Regions from separate parts of the Mus musculus genome. Here region 1 is linked to region 2. The links are chromatin contacts, called in public promoter capture Hi-C maps. All regions are on one chromosome and are shown on one strand. Each heading gives the region's core, a stretch centred on a gene start, on an enhancer-like site or on the middle of the called end of the contact. The rest is flanking DNA. Distances are from core to core; before and after follow the strand shown. Region 1 has its middle 31 kb from the start of Atg4c. Region 2 overlaps Dock7 (dedicator of cytokinesis 7).

What was found. Capture Hi-C pulls out chosen DNA fragments and counts their contacts.
Region 1: a contact with region 2 is called in a promoter capture Hi-C map of adipose tissue. The contact joins two enhancer-like sites. A contact is called at or near these places in 1 of 484 Hi-C or Micro-C datasets (cortical glia), 2 of 115 datasets of contacts at active chromatin or transcription factors (both in embryonic stem cells) and 4 of 9 other capture datasets (adipose tissue, embryonic stem cells, liver and 1 more).

The regions. Positions count from the first base shown.
Region 1 is chr4:99,161,665-99,164,716 of GRCm38.p6, forward strand. No RefSeq gene overlaps it. Among named protein-coding and RNA genes, the nearest start is that of Atg4c, 31 kb to the right of the region's middle. Within about 2 kb of position 1,622, at least 120 of the 459 cell types and tissues checked have an H3K27ac peak or open chromatin away from gene starts, as enhancers often do. A contact at or near this core is called in adipose tissue, where this site is marked.
Region 2 is chr4:98,996,972-98,999,809 of GRCm38.p6, forward strand. All of the region lies in intron 22 of Dock7 (dedicator of cytokinesis 7), which reads right to left. Among named protein-coding and RNA genes, the nearest start is that of Angptl3, 33 kb to the right of the region's middle. Within about 2 kb of position 1,505, at least 3 of the 459 cell types and tissues checked have an H3K27ac peak or open chromatin away from gene starts, as enhancers often do. A contact at or near this core is called in adipose tissue, where this site is marked.

The DNA of each region.
Region 1 (3,052 bases), core at 372-2,871, 160 kb after region 2:
GCTGCAGAAACCGTAAGCTGCCCGACACTGACGATATTCAGTAATCGTTGCCAAGTTTAATTCCAGTTGGGTTGTTTGGAGGGCTTGAGTGACCACGGGAGAAACATTTTTATAAAGCTCCTTGTTTGGTGCACTGGCAATTTGCTCAGGAAATGTGAGTCAGTCTCCCTCCCTCTGTCTCAGAAAAAAAATAGCTTGATTTCTCTCCTCTAAACTGGAGGCTAGCCCATAAATATGACCATCACACTTGGCCTCACCTTGGAACGAGACCTTCAGCTGCACTGCAGAAGCAGTGTTTGTCTCAGGAAGTACAGACCCAGAGAATGCGTAAGCTAATTTCTTTACAGTGTCAAACCGTAGGACAAATGGATAAGGTGCGCATTTAACATATCACAGTGGACCTGCAAATGGTTATTAACATATCAAAGTGGACCTGGCTACTTGGTTCTCCCAGCATCCCTCAGTCCCTACCTGTTGCAGGGCCCTCCTGGATGCCTCCCACCCTAAACTTCTCCAGGACAGGGACTGGGCTGTCCTTCCTGTCAGCTGCCCTTCGATATATAATCCAGCCATTTTGATTACCTGGTCTTTTCAGTCTACTCTCTTTTGGGCTTCCTGGCTACCTCACTTGGTTCCCTGAACTCTCCCCTCTCCCTTCCCCTCTCTCCTCTCTTCACGTGGCTCAGGGTCCTGTCCACTCTGGAGTCTCCCAGATGCCCCTGCCTCTGGCTATGTTTATCTGTAATATCTATAGTAATATCTATAATAAACATTCTCCTCCACCATACACCGATCAGTCTTGTTCCTTTCCTTTTTATTTCTTTTTTTTCATTCACTTTTAGACAATAAGCAGATACATTTTTAATATTTATCTTTATGCATCCATTTAAACAAACTCATGTGTTAACCCATAATTTCATGCATGTTATTGCTTAAGATTAGGTTAAATAAAGTTTAAAAGTCCAAGGAAAACAGGGAGGAAATAACGATTGTCAGGCAGACCTCCAGCCTCTGAGAGCAGCAGCCCAGGAGTTCAGCAAACTGAATGGCATATGGATAGCTGATGTTTCCAGAAACATTATCCAAATAAAAAAAAGACCTAGGATTTATCTCCAGCAGAATGCTATCAAATTCAGTCTTGCTACTGAGCAGTTCTATACTGTAAGCAACTTCACAAACCTCTGAATGGGCACCCTCATTTGCAGTATAAGGATAAAATCCATCACAAAGTTCTTCACATAAACTAAGATGCGAGATTTCAGTTTAGGATTATACTGAGAACAGCTCACGCTCGCTAAGAGCCACACCCTATCTGACTCTTTCTTAACTGCGTCTCCCGACTCTTATTTATTGTCATTTATCTTACATTAAAGTCTTGAAGCAATAAAGCAAGCAATCAGTTCTCTTAGCCAACAGTGGCGTCAGAAAATGCTCGTACTTCTAGGAGACAGAAAAGCTCCAGAATCGGGCTCTGTTTTCGGGTGTAGGATATTGGACTTTCTCCTCGTATGTACTGCAACACAAAACAAGTATGTGATTATCAGCTTTATGTTCCCCCTCCCCCAAGTAAGCCATCTCTCCTTTCTCCTAACACGTTTGACGGTTATGGGATTGCTTTCAGAATCAACAGGCTGTGATTCACGGTGAGTACAGTCTGGCATAACTCTTTTCTTTTCCTTTCAGTACTTGATTGTATTTGTTGGTTCTCAGAAAGAAATACTAAGGAGGCAAAGTTTCTGAACTTTCATTTACCCATTCACAATAATAATCTATTAATAAGCACTTAAATAGAAACCGTGTAGAATCTTGGGGAATCAAACAGAATTAGTTACTGTTCACATGGAGTTTACAGTATGAAGACAACTGGGGGATACACACACACACACACACACACACACACACACACATATGTATACATAAAATAAAAATGGAATTTATTCAGTTCTCTTACATGACACAGGCTGGGTAAATCAACAAGACTTGCCTGCTCACTAGAGAAGCAGAAAATGAGAGTTACTTAATCCAGGAAGCTCAGCTGTCCCTAAGTGCGACTGAAGGGCAGGAAAGTCCCTGGAGAGTATTGAGTCCATGCTGCAATGCTAATGAGTCAGCAGAGGACCTCAGAAGCAGCAGCAGCAGCAGCAGCAGCGGTACCTCGCCAGCATATAGCTTCTCAGAGGAAGGCCAGCATACCCACGCTGCCTCTCTATGGATTTCCTTTGTCTTCTGAGCTGCCCTTTCAAAGCTGCCACCTGTATTGAGGCAAGGTGCAGATACATGTTGGGTTTTTTTGTTTTCCCTTTTAAAGTTTGTTTGTTTGTTTGTTTGTTTATGGTTTTTCGAGACAGGGTTTCTCTGTATAGCCCTGGCTGTCCTGGAACTCATTCTGTAGACTGGGCTGACCTCGAACTCAGAAATCTGCCTGCCTCTGCCTCCCAAATGCTGGGATTAAAGGCATGCACCACCACTGCCCGGCTATTTATTTATTTATTTTTATGTATGTGAGTACACTGTCTTCTGTCTTCAGACACACCAGAAGAGAGCATCAGATCCCATTATAGGTGGTTGAGAGCCACCATGTGGTTGTTGGGAATTGAACTCAGAACCTCAAGAAGAATAGTCAGTGCTCTTAACCGCTGAGCCATCTCTCCAGCCCACAGATAAATGTCTAACAGTCATTTTTCAAAAACAAATCTGGCCCTAGAAAAGGCTCGACAGTTAAGAGTGCTGGCTGTTCTTCCAGAAGTCCTGGGTTTGATTTCCAGCACCCTCATGCCAGCTCACAACCACATGTAACTCCATGCCAGCTCACAACCACATGTAACTCCAGATCCAGAGGACCCAGCATCCATTCGTTTCTGGTTTCTGAGGACACCAGGCATGCATATTGTTGGTATTCTGTCTGGACTCCACCCACACAGTTACCTGGCAGCAGCCAGGTAGGCTTGGCACACTTAGGGGTTGTTTGGCCCCTCCTCTCTCTCTTACTCTTGCCTCCTTGCTCCACCCCCTCCCCATTCCCTTCCTCCCCACACCCCCCCATGGTCATGGC
Region 2 (2,838 bases), core at 255-2,754:
AACTGCAACCCTATAGGTGGAACAACAATATGAACTAAGCAGTATCCCGGAGCTCTTGTCTCTAGCTGCATATGTATCAAAAGATGGCCTAGTCGGCCATCACTGCAAAGAGAGGCCCATTGGACTTGCAAACTTTATATGCCCCAGTACAGGGGAACGCCAGGGCCAAAAAGGGGGAGTGGGTGGGTAGGGGGTTGGGGGGGTGGGCATGGGGGACCTTTGGGATAGCATTGAAAATGTAAACGAGGAAAATACCTAATTAAAAAAAAAGCTGGAGTGAATGCATTTTATATTATAACTTGGTCACAGCCTAAAGGGTCAAAGGGTAGTAGGATAAGGTTTAAAAGTGATTTGTCTGGGTGTCAACTGGCAATGGGTGGACTATGAAGATTGGTATTAATTGTCTACGTGACAGAATCTAGAACCACCTAGAGATGGCTTTCTGGGCACATCTGTGGGGTTGTGTTGACTGTGCTAATTGATATGTGGAGACTTTTATGAATTGTAGGCAGGGCCATTCTCTGGGCAGAAGACCCTGAACTGTATAAAATGGAGACTGAACTGAGACCTGCATGCTGTCCTCCTTCTCTGCTTCCTTCTTAAAGAGACGAGGTGGCCAGGGTCCTGTCACTCCTATCACTGTGACCTCCTTGACATAACCTGCAAGTGTGAACTAATGACAGTGCTTCCTTCTTCTAGTTGCTTGTGTAGTGACATTTTTTCAGAGCAAAGAAAAGAGACTAAAACACTGGTTAACAAGAATTTAACAAGAACCTTAGGCAGACCTCACTAGAAGGAGGTCCTCTAAGTAAAATCCTAAATGGTCTCAGAGAGTAGTCGCAGGAGGAGCGTGCTGAGACATGATAAAAATTGACTCCACTTCTCTTGTGTATCTTAACTTGTAAAGCAACACCCTAGACCTCATGCTGTGAACAGAAGGTAGAGTAACAGCAGGGTAAGAGCTCAAGTGCAGCACATTAATTCAGAGAGACACACTGCCATCTTATACTAGGATGGCAGAGATGGTAAGAAGGCATGAAAAGCCTTCGGTTCAATCTCCAGCACGGGGCGGGGTGGGCGCCAGGGAATAAAGAAAAGAAAAAAGAAACTCAACTAAATAGAAAACCCCGAGGCTCTCCATTTAACATTTGTGCAATGTGAAAAAGGACTTAGGAAAACAGGTAAGTGGAATTCTTGCGAGAGATCTGTACTGAAAAGTAAGTTGAGGGGTGATTAACCTAGCATTTATAAACGCGCTCAATAAAAAAACACTAGGCTTCCAAAGTAAGAGATTATCAGAAAAGGAACTTAGTTAGAAGAACATGAAAAGACAGCAACAGTAAACTCTGAAGAACAACACTAATACAATATAGAGTCTCAGAAGCCAAGCAAATTGAACCAAGAATTTGTGTCAAAGATCCTGGCAGGACTGGACCGGAGGCTCAGAGCAGGGGCTGCCCTTGCACAGGCTCTGTGCTGGGTTCTCAGTCAGACAGCTCACAGTGCCTGCAACTTCAGCCACAGAGCATTTGATGTTCTTACCAGAGGCATCTTCACTCACTTGCACATACCATACACAAAGACACATAAAAACGTAAGTTAAGATGAAAGAAATAATTTTAAAATCCAAGTTTGGACACACAACTATTGGATTTAGCACAGTGGAGAACAACTGTAATTTTAACAAGTGCAGTTTGGATGGGAGATAGCAGGAAAGCTAAGTTTAAAAGACAGCAAGAGTAAAAGAACTGAAGATACAAGGTTTACAAAGTAAACGAACCAAGACACAAAGTATAATGGGCTCTACTTTAAGAGACAGCAGAGCTGGCATGATGGCACATTCCTTTAATCCCAGCACTGGTTCTAGGATACACTCCCTCCCCCACCCCCACCCCCCAATATCAGAAAATAGTGTACAAAGTAGCAGCATGAACACCAGGGAGAATTTCTAAAGTGAGAACTAACATGTCTGTCTGTCTGTCTATCTGTCTGTCTGTCTGTCTGTGAATGAAAATGATTCAGTATATAGGAGGGAACTGATCATTCAGGACAAGAGATCAAAGAACTCCTAGAGTGGGAATCCTGAGTAGGCGGAAAAAAGGAGGAGACTCACAGACAAGCAGACGCAATAGACTGTAAGCAAAGGGAACCTCACATCTCCCTTAAGCAGAAGACAAAAGCTGGAGGACACAGTGGTCAAGATTAAGAAGGAGAAGGTATTAGGTGGTCTGTGGCAATAACCTATGGCAGAATGAAATAGTGAAAGGCACACGGAATGTCTGCCTGCCTGGAGCACGGGGGACTTCAGGTGAGGCTAGCTGCCATTTTCAGGACACAGAAGAGCCAGTCCATTGTTTCTAAGGATGGTTTTAAGTTTGAGAAAAAAAAGAGATATTGAGGTTTGATTGTGACAAGAACACATGACTGGTTCTGACTAGTTATGATGACAAGGAGGAAGACAGAACATTTGGAAACTCCTCCCTCTTTCCTCCTGAGGAAAACAAGACTAAGTGAGTGGAAGCTGAAAAGGAAAGCAAACTCCCAGAGTTGGGACACTACAAAGAAATAAGGATGACAAAATGCATGAAGTGAAACCATAAAGGCTAAGTGACTGGTCCTGAGGGAAGACTCATGGGAAGATCACGATTAAGACAAAAGATGTCACCTCTAAAGGAAGGAGATATGGCGTCATAACCTAGACAATGAAGTAAGAATAAATTAAGAATAGGCATACAAAAATTTTGACTCCTTACATTTTTATAAGATAAAAGTATGTTATTAACATTAAGGAAAAATATGAAAGTAACGTACCAATTTTTCAATGAAAATGAAAAATGT